Linked DNA regions of Anser cygnoides: region 2 is linked to region 1. A link is a contact called in public Hi-C data. All regions are on one chromosome and are shown on one strand. Each heading gives the region's core, a stretch centred on a gene start, on an enhancer-like site or on the middle of the called end of the contact. The rest is flanking DNA. Distances are from core to core; before and after follow the strand shown. Region 1 holds the start of LOC125179617 (C-X-C chemokine receptor type 1-like). Region 2 overlaps CYP2W1 (cytochrome P450 family 2 subfamily W member 1).

The links. A called contact is a pair of places that touch in the nucleus more often than the background predicts.
Region 2: a Hi-C map of fetal liver shows a contact between it and region 1, with 2.5 times the contacts expected there. The contact joins the enhancer-like site here to the promoter of LOC125179617 in region 1. A contact is called at or near these places in 5 of 7 Hi-C or Micro-C datasets (fetal liver, granulosa cells and liver).

The regions. Positions count from the first base shown.
Region 1 is chr15:6,050,779-6,057,647 of Taihu_goose_T2T_genome, reverse strand. It overlaps LOC125179617 (C-X-C chemokine receptor type 1-like), which reads left to right and starts at 2,513. Exons shown (of 2, transcript XM_048063657.2): 1 at 2,513-2,766. The region is part of intron 2 of C15H7orf50 (chromosome 15 C7orf50 homolog); the gene reads right to left.
Region 2 is chr15:6,172,358-6,179,637 of Taihu_goose_T2T_genome, reverse strand. CYP2W1 (cytochrome P450 family 2 subfamily W member 1) reads right to left here. Exons shown (of 18, transcript XR_010825040.1): 12 at 6,197-6,335. It overlaps LOC106033533 (cytochrome P450 2W1-like), which reads left to right. Exons shown (of 9, transcript XM_013177121.3): 9 at 266-1,266. The coding sequence ends at 456. Among named protein-coding and RNA genes, the nearest start is that of CYP2W1, 25 kb to the right of the region's middle. Within about 2 kb of position 3,342, at least 1 of the 3 cell types and tissues checked has open chromatin away from gene starts, as enhancers often do. A contact at or near this core is called in fetal liver, where this site is marked.

The DNA of each region.
Region 1 (6,869 bases), core at 1,264-3,763:
TAAACACGACTTTGTTTTTCCACTGCTCTCATGACTCGCGCCCTGTGATCGTTTAAGCAAACTGAACTGTTTTATTGTTTAAGGAAGGACACAGCTGATCTCACAACAGCAGTATCTTGCTTTTCTTTTAGTAATGCATCAACTGTGAAAATAACTGCACAGTGAGCTGCTGCTAAAACACACTGTTAAGATGCCTATCAGCACGGTCTAAACAGAATAAAGGATATGGAACTGGGAAACCTTGATTTTCTAAACTCTGTTTCTCCTACAGCTTTCCTTTTATTTCATCAACTTGGAAGAATGTATTTCTCAGTAGTCCTCCACCAGCAAAACACAGGTATTTTCTGAATCTATCCACACATCCTGAAATTGTAACGTGCTACTTGCTCCCAATTCAAAGTACGATAAGCATTCTTCGCTCTAAATAAACCTGAGTAATAACACTTAATACAGGTTTCAAGGTACAGAAAAATGTTTGTAAATGTGAACACAATTTTCAAGATGGAAGCTCTCTCTTCATTTTTATTTTTTTAAGATGGGAGGTGTGAGAAATAACTTTCCTGTTTTTGTTTTTCTGATTCTATACTTTTTTTTTTCTTGCTAGAGGACAACCTCCCTTTAAGCTTCTCTTTTACTACAGCGAGCCTTGTCAGAAAAGCAGTTACTGAAAAACAGGAAATGCAGTCTTCACACTGATGTGTTAGGGCTTATCTTCACTTGAGTTACTCCTTGTTCATTGACTGCTAATTAACTCTGAATAATTTAAACCTTTATGAAGGGTAGTTTGAATAATCCTGAAAATTTTGGTGTAGACTGTGATTCTCCTGTATTTTACTAATAACCCCAAAAGGTGCAGTCAGATATCCTTGTGTACACCCACCCAGTGCAACCCTCAGAAAGTACAAACCCCAGCTGGTCACTGGTGGCCCTCAGCCAAAAATTGAGCCAAGCAGAGGAGATCAATCACATGCCCATCCAGCGCGCTTCAGTGGAAAGCAGCAACAAAGTGATGCCAAAACTGTTCAGCATAAGCACATGATCTGTTCTGGAGTCTAAAAAGTCAATTTAGTACCCTCCAGACAAGGACCAAATACTTTCTGAAATTTTCTTGCTATTTGCAGAACAATAGGTTGGTTATTTACACAGTTCAGTGTGTTCTCCGCACAGCCAAGTCCTAGAAAGAATAAGGTGACATTTCAAATTTGCATCTTTCATGGAAAATCAACAGTAAAAAAATATTTGCCTGACTTGCATGCTTAATGCATTTTTTCTCTGTCCTTGTTAACTGCATAAAACTGATAGCAACAAAAGGCACCAGGATTTGGGTGCGCCTCAAACCCAAATGCCATATACCCAACAGGTACACCACACAGCCAGCTTCAGGCTTTTCAGTAGCAATTTGGAGGAACTATTTCAAATGAAAGGGAAACGACCCACTCAGTCTAACAAACAACTATGTTAAGATGATCAGAACCAAAACCAACTTGGGAGTCGGGGTATTCTGAATAACGTGTACGCTCTTTGGAAACCACGTTTCACAGAGCCCCACTGAACTACTGAAGAGCTGTTTTGGAAACTTGAACCTTTTATCTGAAAGCTAAAACATCTCTGCGCCGCTGCTGCAACCCACGACCAGCCATGCACTTGTTTCTCTAGTTTCCAAGAAGTGTTTGGAGCAGTAATACCTGCCTTTGGGCAGAAATGTAGACCTAGTGCTGACATATTTTCTCCAGGCAACCTGCAATGCTGGAATCTGAAATCTAGGCTCAAGTATATTTGTTTAATTTCATTTCATTGAAGCATTTGGGCTCTTTTCACGTGTTTATCAATAAAGCTCATTAAAGTGCAACAGGTAAAACACCATGAAGACAGAAAGCACTGATTAATATTAAAAGATTACAAGAAGGAAGTGCTTTCCCATGGTTGTGCTTATACAAGAAAGCACGATGCAGCCGCTGCTTTCCAAACGAGGCTGCATGCACTTGTACCTGAGGTTTTAAGAACACTTTTGAAAAGTCACTAATAAGACTGATCCTGTGCCAGACCCAAAACATACTACAGACCCAAAATCCTGCCTTTTAACACCTCATGGTCATTGCAGAGCATCTGGAAAAATAATTTGTTGCATGTGTACAATACTGGGAGCATTCCAAGAGCCAGAACCCATGGAAAAACAGAAATTACCTTAATTTTAATAAGGGCTCTTAATTTTGACATGGAGTGCTTCTGTGTTAAGTTTTTGTCTCATTTCGTAAGGGGGTTGCTTGGTATTTATTCAACTAGCTTTTCCTTTCTAGACCTCTAGTACTTACAACAGCATAGTTAAAAAAACACGTAATTGCAAAGGCTGGGCAGCATGCGTAGGATTCCTTCATGAACAGGCAAAAAACCACTGGATGGCCTCACGTACTTAGAAATGGCTGGGACAAACACTACTTTTCTGTTCTAAAACATCTCACTGCAGAGGATAATTTGAACTTGAGTCACATGATGAAGCCATAGGTTTGCTAAACATGCAACGTGTATGGTTTGAATGACTTAAGCCCAGTTCCTGTTTCCTTTGCAGAACTGTGTGTTTTTGTAGTCGGCCAGCGCCTGGAGTTTTCACCGTTATTTACAGCAGCTGAAGGAGTGATTGTAATACATACACGCTGCTTTCTGCATAAATATAAAGGGCTATATCCTCCAAACAATAATTACATTTCGTCTGACTTTACACAGAGAAAATCTCAGCCGGTTGTATCTGTGGAACGCTTTCTTGAAAAGGTAAGTGCTTTATATTACTTTGAATATGCAATGCTTTATTCATCACGAGAGGACCAAATTGTGATGCTACAGTTGTCATTTAAAGTTGTTAGTGTTTGCTTGTTTAGTGAGATTGGAACTACACAAAATAAAATACCGTTTCTGGGAAACAGCCTCATAAAGCTGAGCATTAAATAGAGTAAATTTAATGACTGCTTTCGGGTAAATACAGAACTCCCACTGAACTGACGGCAGCTAGATGATAAAATACTATTCAGTGGTCTGGATCAGGGACTCCGACTGCCTAACAGTAGCCGCTTAAAAGACGGACAATTTTGGATAATCCTGGCCACACTGTAAGAATTCCATAGCACAGGAAACACGTCAGCAACGCTACTTTGAAGATTATGTTTGGTTATTGCTGACTCACTTATATTGTAGAAAAGTAAAAATAGCAGCTTTCAGTTTCTCAGAAACTGATCGCTTTCAGAAACTGAGATTGGGATTTCTCAAGTCTTGAACCTCAAATACTTTCCAAAGTGTAGGAATTTTGTCATGGTGACATCACAAGAAAAATAAATATAGTATTTTAGACTTCAGTCTTTCATATTGTGCAACTCCCACCCCCAGCTTGTCAGACCTAGGAAGGACAAATTCGTGAATGCATTAATCCTCCACCTACCAAATTGCTGCATTGTTTTCACGGGGTGATGCAGCACATGCCCACCAAGAGCCGAGTTTCACAAGAAGTATTATATATGTTGCTTTATTGGTGGATGAAAGAATTTTTTCCTTCTAAAGGCTGGTGGCAGAACGCAGAAGGGCTGCCCTGCCAAGGTTTTTATAGAGGAAGAGTTCGTGTTGCCAGGCAGAAACTCCCTTTTTTAGAAACACTTATTTCTAGACTTTAAATCAACAAGTTTCCTTGAAACCAAGCCCTCCATTTGCAAGAATTAACCATCAAATAGATGGGGTGGTGTGGGTGGGTGTGTGCAACAAAACAATGAAACCTCAGACTAGATCCTCTCAACGCTGAGAAGTCGACTTTTCACAACTTGCTATTTTTAAGCTGCCCTCTGAACGCTGTGCTCATTTGCTCAGCTCCATCTGTTGGAAGCGAAGGAGAACGTACGAGCTGTGGTTCAGAAAGTGAAAATCAAATGCATCCATGTCAACAACAGCTGACACAAAGGCAGATCGGACATCAGTGGGGAAACTGTGCCAGGGAGAGGCAAAACCTGAAGAGTAACCGGTGAGGCCATGTGGAGTTAGGGAAGGATTAATGATATGTAAATGATTGTCCATTAAAACAATTAAATTTAAAGTGTGGGGGAGCAGAGGTGAAGAAGGGATAACGCGCTTTTGGAGTAAGATAATACAGGGAAAGATGATGCAAACAGTGTAGTGCAGATTTCCATTAATTAACCTGAGGAGAACCAGGAAAAAAAACAAGTTCTGCCACAGTTTCCACACGAGAGCTTTGACATGCTGGTTTGATGTTGGTCTCAGTGACCAATGAGTGGATAAACACTTTTTTTCACTGCAAGCAAGCATTATGGACATACCGACCAAACACTGCAAAGACGCCAGCAGCTTGGTGCTTTGGTACGACTTTGTTAATGTGGATAATCCTAAAGCGATATTCTGGAAGTTCCCTTTAAAACACTGCACCTATTCTTTTTTCTTCTATCAAAATTTTACTACTTACATCGTTTATAAATACGCACACATCATTGCAGTGCTATTCTCCCCCAGGTGAATGTTTATTTCTAGGCTGAATGGATTACTTTGGTTTAGTTTAACCCACTCCCCAGTGAGTTGCAACTCCAGGAACATGCTTTATGAAGTTTAATGCCCCTTACTTTGTCTTAAACACCCAAAAAGTAGCCAAATAAAATAAAAAATACCTTGCTTCTGTCAAAAATGAAGTCAGTATCAGTACCAAGGCCAGATCCTGAACAAATTTAAACAAGAGTTGGCATCTTGTTTTTCTTGTAATTTGATGAAAGGCCTCATGATTTCCTGTGGAACCTAAAACCACTTCTTTTGTTTCCTTTGCAATTATGCCACTGTAAAAGTTGAATGGTACTACACTAGTGTCAGATCCTGTGCTGAGTGTACTGATCTGGCCCGTGGGGTGAGAGCTGTTGAGAAGACACGGAAACCTCCACAGAGCCAGGACTAAATGGAAACGTTCAGTTCTGCAAAAGGGTTAACGGGCCTAGAAGGTAACCCTGGAGACTCTGAGAAGAGCTTCTCAAAATGTAAATATGCCTTAACCTCCCAAAACCACTGTGTGGGCTGCTGACTTGTAACAGCGAGAAGCTTGCTGCAGGTGCTCAGGAGGTGCCACATCCTCTGCAAAGCTGAGAATCGCACTAGGCCTCAGATGTCTTCCAACAGTAGGTTAAACTTCGACTTACACTGCTTCACTCACGATTTTTCTCCTCAGCATTTAAGAGATGAATTGTAGAAGCTGGAAGTTCACGGCCTTTGGATTTCCAGGAAATCAAAAGAAATCAAAGCAGCAGGTGGAGGCCAGGAGAAGTAGGTTTGGCTGCAGCTGACCGAGTAGCACAGTCGACCACTTTTATGCAGATAGGCATAAAAAGCACAGCCACAGAGAACAAAGGGGAGTAAGGCAGCATTGCAGCTACTTGATTAACGAGAAATGTTCTGCATGTTTTTCCCCAGCGCTTCGGTATTTCATGGTTCACCAAACAAAATCTTTGCATCTAACTCTACATGGACACGATCCAAATCTTTCTGAACTTCTTAAACTACCAACTAAAATTAAGCGTAATTCAGACTAGTCGGTTTTCTTTCAAAAAGAGATACTCTGGAATTAAAATTTAGAAAGGGGAATTCACCAGCACAAAGAAACACCGAGGAGCCAATCAACTGACTAGATTTGTGAGGTTTTGTGTTTTTTTGTTTTTTTCTTTTTTAGTTGTCCTCTCTCTTCAGTTTGAACATGTTAATACAAACATGATGTTTTCTTAGTGGTCCATAGTGAAAATAACCTCAACAGAAACAAAAGCTCTAACGCAAACATTTAAGAGAAATTTCCTCGACTAACAAGCCATATGTCCTCCCCAAACCTAGCATCTTTGAAAAGATTTCCACCCCATTTTTCTCAAGATTGTTTGTATTTAACAATCTGTTTTTAAACTTCAAACCTACGCTGACTCTTAATTATCAGTTTGCTTCAGAGACTTGTGCTAGTTTTGCCTACTGATGCTTTCCTACGTGGCGCACCCAAGCAGAGAGCTCAGACCACTGCCAGGCTCTGCCCAGCCAACCCTTCCCTTGCTGTGAGCGGACCTGTAACAAAACTTCCCCGTGTGCATCGGTGCTTTTTCCTACAGTGGAGCCTCCCCAAAAACAGCCTCCTCTGGAAAGGAAAAACTCTGTCCTTAAAAAGGGAAAAAGAACACTGCTAAATCAAAACAACCCCGTGGTTTTATATAAATGAAATAATTATATGAGATTATATATATACACTTAATCGAAGACACTTTGGTAAATCAGCTTTTCTAATTAAAACCAGTATTAGAATTCCAGTTTTGAGGAGAGATTAGAAATATGAAGTAGTGTCAGAGGTAACAGCCATAAATGACCTGTCAGACAGCATTAAGACCCCAACTTATCTATAATGAACACTGCTTAAAAACATTCATGTATCTTTAAGAACTTTTACCAATTTAAAGTTGCTTCCATGTTAAGAGTTGAAATCACTGGCATCCCTTTATGGAAAAGTGCATTATGTACAACTGTACGTATATCATTCTTGTTATTAACGTGACTGTATAGAAACTTCTGTGAGGAGAACTCTAGTCCTCTCTGCCAGATTTACTGTCTACACACAGTGCTTGTACAGACCAGCTTTGCATGCAACAGAACAAAGTAAAAGCACTCAACTCTAACACAAAATTGAAATCCTTACGAATAAAGGACTTGTTTTTTATTCTCCCAGAAAACAGTATTTTACACTGCAAAAGTGCGTGTGTGTAATTTTTTTCAGTACTAAGGAACATTCTTAAGCAGATACTCAAAACTCATTAGGAATAGTCAGTTCATTATGTCATGTTTAAAAATATTTGTCCTTTATAACTGAAAAAAAA
Region 2 (7,280 bases), core at 2,093-4,592, 120 kb before region 1:
AGGCAAGAGATCTTCCATTCATTAGACAAGATAACCTCCGAAGTAAGGAGAGGAGAGGGTACATCATAAATACAAAATAACCCTGCAGCTTGCCACATGGCTGCCACTTGGTGCCAGTGTGACGGGTCAGCTACCTTTAGCAACTTGGGCTGCTCTGCTCCGAAATGCTCTGAAGCCACCTCAGAGGTTTCACTCCTGTTTCCATTATGTTTCCTGTTTCTAACTTGTTATTTCCATCAAGTAAACCCACTGCTTTCCTCTGCAGGGCGAAGGAACTGCATCGGAGAAAGCCTGGCCAAGATGGAGTTGTTTGTCTTCTTTGTAGGATTGCTGCAGACATTTACTTTCCAACCCCAGCCAGGAGTTTCAGAGTCTGACTTGGACCTCACTGTCCCCCAGACAACGTTCACGTTAAGGCCTCGGCCTCAGGCAACCTGTGCTATCCTACGTGAATAACCACTGCCTCGCTGAAGAGCCCCCTAGGCAAGCAGGGAAGCTGCTAAGGCCCAACTTAGCTAGGCTAGGACTCGCCACCCCCATCCTGACACATCACGCTCGTATTTCCTTCTCACTGTCTCCAACCACTCCCACTCCACTGCCCTCCACCTCTACATCTGCCCCACAGGTCACTGACCCGCTCGTTGGTCCCGAGCTGTGAGGGGGTGCAGACGATCGATGTCAAACCGTGATCCTGGTTCACCAACACACACTTCTCCAGAGAGGGAGGCTGTGCCTGGAGCAGCTGGAAGGACCACGGAGGATGTCTGGTGACATGCATGCAGTCCATGAGATGTAGGTGTGACATCCAGGCTCCCACAGCAAAGCAGCGTGGTTGATAACATTGCAGAAATCTGCCCCAAATCCCTAGGAAAGACACACTGACACTCACAGGGAGTCCCAGAAATATGCTGTGGGTCACACAGTTGAACCATCTGTAGGAACCTCCTGGACCAAGCTCTCCAACCATCCATAGTTTCTAGGCAAATAATATCGGGCTAGGCAGCCAGATCAAACACAGAGTGAAAATTAACAGACCAGTTCACGTGATTTGGGGATGAAGTTCTTTATGCCTTGGAACAGAGTGCTGAAAGACACCTCAAACTCTGCGAACCTGTTTAGAGAGCCAAGTGCTGCTACCACCAAGTTCAATGCTGCTTCACAGCCTGAAAGAAAGAAGACCTACATTTCTGACACCGGTTAATATTTGTACCAGCAACTGATCATAAAAGGCTAATGATACAGGAAAATAAATGAGACCGATTTCTAGTTTTATGACTCTGTTTTTCCTGACCGTGTTGAATAGCAGCAAATGCTTTCCCTCTCTCAGGACCTCCTGGGGAATCAATCTGGTATTTGGGACACTTTGGCCATTGGAACCAACCGTGTAAATAGAGTCTAATTTCATGGTGCCTACATTGCATACACGCACTCAAGGAGACTTGGGATCAGGGATTAGAAGAGACCTGGTTTGCGTTATTTTCCTTTGCTCTGTAGCTTTATCTGGCTGTTGACCCTACCTGTAGCACTCTCGTCTTCCATCACACTCTGCAATCCTATTCCAGTTGATGTATAGCTCAGCCAATTTTCCATCCGCAACCACCTGTGAATTGCTACTTTTCCATATGCATTATCTATCATGTACTTTATCACACTGTTTGTCTCCCCCTTCACGGGAACCCAATAAAGTTTTAATTTTCCCATGTCTTCATTATATCTGATGTGCCTGCCACCCAACTTTGTGCTGCACAGAACATGAAGGTTGATCCTGAGCCCAAGAATGACAATGAATATTGGCAGTTCAACTCGTATCTCGGGGGTGAGAGGTTCTGCATGCCCTGTTCCTACTAACAAAGTGCTCAGCAGGAGACCCTCCATATCTGCAGAGTGGTTTCTCGAAGGCAAAGAGCTTTCCCTTTGAGCTCAGCTATGGCTACTGGTCAGTCCTGAGGACAGCCTTTGTTTTTTCCTTCTTTTTCCTTGCCTAACCTTCACATCTTGCTTGCAGGGGCAGAATGAAAGGTTCCCACCACATCTTCACTATGCTAGTGCTGTCCCTCTGCATAGCACCTTGGACCTTGAGTCTCTCACCTCAGCTCTGGCCCTCCCAAAGCATCACTTGCAGACGCTGTTTCTCTTGGGGAGTGGTGGCAACAGAATGGGGTCTTCTTCAGGGGGGAGACAGGTAAAGCAACTGAGCAACAAGCTACACATCAACTCAATGAGGGTAGTGAAGCCAAATAGACTTTTGCCTTTGGCTTCTGAGAGGCCAGGCCTGTTCCTGCTCTAGCCCCCTTCAAAAGTAATATAAACTCAGAAGACAGATGTGGCAACCACCTAGTGTTTGGGGGAGAAAACTGGGCTGGGTTCAAATCTGCATTAACTCACTGGTGGAACCTCAGACCTCACCCCTTGTCACTGGCTTTGGGTGTCCTGGCTTGGAAGGAGAGAGGTGGATCCCTTCCCAAAAGCACAGCAGCCTCCAGAGCCTGCTCTTCTTAGACATCACCTTCCCTGCTGGCTTCCTCTGTCAGGCAGAGCAGCAGAATTTGCAATATTCATGCCTCAAAGAGATCCATGAGCCTCTAGGTGCAAACATCCAAGGGAAACAGGTTCCCTTGACTCCTTTATACGTGTATCTTACTTGTACCTGTATTAGCAGACAGATGGAAGTGATTGCTTGCTCTCCAGCACACTAAACTAGATAGCTGAATACATCTCCACAGAAGAAAGTGCTGTCTCTCACTTATTTCTTCAGCGAAATGATGGCAGAACACTGATTATGACTCAGCTACAGATTTATCTAGCAGAAAACATTGGCTCCCGGGGCTCATAAGTGGGTGGAAGTACCATTTCCACATTCCTTAGTGGCCCTGAGGGTCTTCCTGCTGGCTGCAAAACATGTTTGTGCCTTGCATCACACCATCCTGAATTGAAGGCAAACATCTTGGGGCAGGACAGGTAGCTGGGTATTGAAAATTAGATATGAACAACCCCACCTCACCCTGTGTCTGTGGCTCACGGCACATGCAGCGGGCTGGGCAGCGTGCCCCACATCCCTGCCTGCTGCTTGATGCTGGGACCAGGGGCTCCTGCTCTCGAAGGGGCAATGATCAGGTGTCAGGATTGCAGCAACTGTACAGATTTGTAAAATGAGGACCGCCTTCTATTTGCAGTCCCTTTATGCACTGGCCAGAGCAATAACCACTGTGCAGAATATCATTTCTGTTTTCCTTTTGCCACGAGATGGCACCACGATTCCTCCAAGTCCCATACAGCCCAGCCCTGCACTCCTTAATGGGCTAAAATGCTCTGCCAGCTACAAAACAGTGCTCTCTAAAGGGGGCAGAGCTAAGTTGTGAGGCTTTATGCATCTCTAGTCCAACTGTGTTCACCTGTGAGCAAGGCTGGGAGCAAAGATATACGCACTATTTATTTACTGTTATCCTGGGAGAATCAGATGGTTCACAGGGGATAGGAGTCTTCTCATCCTGCAGCAGACAAGGATCCCTCCCAGGGGTTAACCTGCTCAAACACTTTGTGGGACAATGACTCAATGGACCTCCCTGCAGTACTATCAAATCCTTCTGGCTTCCACTCAGCATTTCAGACCAAGGAAGAAGCGAGCTGCTGTAAATGAGAGTCCGATTGTCTTCGGTGATGAAGGGGTGGGATGAGGTCCCTCAGAGCACAGGGAACCTAAAAAGTGCAGGGTTTGCATCTGGTATTCAAACCCAGAAGAATGGAAAGTGTTGGAAGAACATGCCTCAGACATAAAAAGTGCAAGTATCGAGGAGTAATTTATCACATGTACAGCAAGGAATGGGAAAACAGCAGGGATTCAAGGATGAGACAACACTGGTATCTAATATTGCACTCCAAATGAAGAAATAACCCACAGTTGAGAAACATTCTCTCTCAGAAGCTCAGAACAAGGATAACTTTCTTACATTGTGTATTTAATGTGTAAAGTAGTGACGGTTCTGTCATTTCCAGCCATGTATCTGGCTGGTATTTTCCAGGTAACCTTACCCACCAGCTCTCCTCTGCTTCTTAGAAAAATATTTGTTCAATAAAAATTTCAAGCATTAAGCCAGTACTTGAAAGGCTCTGAGTAAGAAGACACTACTTGTATCTACTGCACAGGGATCTGGTTTCTCCTTTGTACATCTCTTGGGCTCTGCACAAAACAATTACAAGGATTTTCCTCAGCTCCGAGCCTTGGGCTTATGGGCGTAGCACAGCGCAGGCACACTGCGGATGGGGTCTCATGGTGAATCCAGCCTCTGCAGTTGTGTCCAGCTCTGATTCTTTGACCCCAGGTGGAGGCTTAAAAGTAAATTTCTGGATCAAGCCAGTGAAGAAGATGAAGAGCTCCACTGTGGCAAGGCTTTCTCCAATGCAGTTTCTCCGCCCTGCAATGCCAAAAGCATCGTTGTCTGTAGAGTGGTGGCTCCCCAGACAACTCTTCCCTCCTGCTTAGTAGCAACAGTGTGAGGGACAGAACAGGCTGTAGGAATGCAAAACAGCATGGGGAGATATTCAGCAGCCACCACCACTGGTCTCCTACACCTATTTGAACGTGGTTGTTTCCCTCTGAGCCTGCAAGGAATTGATTTGGGATAACCTAGAAACTGTCCTTCCCAAGGGAGAGGGAAGGTAGAACTCTTGCCTGAAGGTGTTGAGTCCTCTGTAGTTCCCAGTGGTGCCTTTGAACCGAAGAGCACAGTGTGCCTCCCAGTGTGAGGGACTGTTTGCGACTCATCGAGACCCAGAGCAGATATTTCTACACCATTCCCACCAGTGATATCAGTGCTGTTCCTAACAGAGGCACTCTGTTAGAGGCAATCCTGACTCTTGACTGTTGTATGCTGTGGAGCACTGGGTGCTCAGAGCCCTGTGCAAGACCACACACGTTTGTTACCTGTTGAGAAGGGCAGGAATGCTTTCTTCTTTACGAAGTTCCCTTCTGAATCAAGGAAATGGTTTGGGTTGAATTCATCTGGCGTCTCCCACTGTGTTTTATCCAGCAGCACAGAGGTGAGCAGAGGAATCACTGTAGTTCCCTGCAGCACAACCACGTTCTGCTTAAGGGCTTTGCCCATCCAGCCACGTAACCACACCCCCCCCTTTGGGCTCTCTGCAAGCAAAATTCCAAAGAACTAGTTTCTAGATTTGTGCAAGACCAGATGATGCTAGTTAGTGGAGATACCCTGTTCACTGGAATTACTGAGTAGTATATGATTAAGTAACAGTGGTTGTGTGCTGTTACTGAACAATATTAGCCACGCTTCCTTCCTGGCCAGATGACCTCTGCTTGCCTCAAATAGGCAATACGACAATGCCACCATACTCCAAAGGCAGCACTGCTTTATAGGGCACAAATGACAATGGAAAGAGTTAAGAGAATAGGGAATGGACTCGAGATTATCAAGATTGAATGAGAAAACAGAGTAATGGAAAATGGGAAGTTGCGTGCATAACCCAGAAGTCACACTTCCTCAGTTTGGATGCTGAGGAGATGGAGGATTAGGAAACTGTCCCTCCCCCACTGAAAGCCCTGTGCCACAAGCTCCCCTCCTTCTTGTGACATTTTGCCCTGTGGGTCACTGGTGTGGTGCATGTGAACCACCCTGCTCTTCGTCCGGAGAGCAGCAAGTACCTTGGGTATGAAGTAGCCTTTAAAATGTGTGTCAGTGGAGGTGCACCGGGGAACGTGTGGCAGGAGGGTGACAAATCTCTGCACTTCGTGAATGACTGCAGTGGTGAAGGGCATTTTTTTCCGGTCCTCAAAGGTAGGCAAGCAGCCAGGGCCAAGAACTCGCTCAATCTCTGCGTGCACCTTTTCTGCAGGGCAAAGGGAAGGCGTGAAGTGAGTTTCCCTCAGTGGTAAAGCACCTTCCAAATCCCAGCCCACACTGACTGTTGGCTGAACTACCTCAGGGTGGTGAGAGATGCAGGGCAGGAAGTTTCCCAGCCCCTGGGAGCAGATATGAGAACAAACCCTCAGATCCTTTGGTCCTGAATGGCAGCATGCAAAGCTTGGACAGAGATGGACAGGTTTCAGGTACTCAGGTTTGGGATGCTCTAGCACACATGGGCAGCTATGACACTTTTACAGGTGAGCAGCATTTATGAAGTCACTGCAGAGTACTTTAATACCCTAGGTAAGAAAAGCAAAACCATAAAGGTGTCTTACTTTGAATCTCAGGGTACTTCATCATTAGCAGAACAGCCCATTGCAATGTTGTGGATGTTGTTTCAGTGCCAGCCATGAGCAGGTCAAGTGCAGAGGCCAATACATTTTCATCATGAAAAGGAGTATCTTTATTTTTTTCCTGTAGCACAAAAAAAAAGAAAAAGTCACTGCTTTTAGCATGGAAAGACAGAACTAGGATGGTGCTCTCAAATCCAGAGTCATATGATCACAGGATGTGGAAGATAGCTGGGAACCACCTCCAGGTGGTTGAGAACAACTCATGTTCTAGTCCTGAATTTGCTGATTCCAAGTCCTGTCACTAGAACTAGTCAGGATTTACATCTCTTTCCAAGCACACCAGCTCTATGTACTAGAGATTTCCTGCTTAATGTCCTCCACTAGCTTTAAAGTTTGTAGTGAAAACTCAAAGAACACATCCCTATCTAGAAAGAACACTGCCGACCCACCTTTTGTATACGCAAATACTTCTGCTAACTGTCTAGGATACATCTATTCATTACTTTTTTTTTGACTTCTTATTTTAATGATGAGCACCATGATATAAGATCTCATTATCTAGAAGGGACTGTCCCTGGAAGATGTTAAAGGAGATACCACCCAAATGGGTAACGTAGTCTTCGGAGACCTTACAGTGTGATGCATGTGAATCACAAGTGCCAAGATGCACCAGGATATCACTGGCACTTCAGTTCTGCTCTCCTGCTTCGTGCTTCCACCGGGAAGCACTTTGCCCATTCTTGAATGCTACAGCTGAGGCACGTGCTCAAGGGGTCAAGCCCAAGCTGCCATCCCTTCCCCTCTTGCCTCAAGTACAAACGCTTGGAGAGGAAGGGTGAAGACAGACTGAACAATCCTTGCTGTAGTCCTGCACTATCATCCCTGCCTGTAAACCCACTAAGTGGAAGCTCCTGATGTGTTTGCACAAGCACAGAAGGAACTTGTGCGTCTCTGCAACTGGGAATTCTTTGTCTTCCCATGCCCGCAGAGAGAGACATGTCTACCTGGAGTACATTGGAAAAATCATGTTACCTCCAGCAGGGAAGGAACTGTAGTTGACACCCAA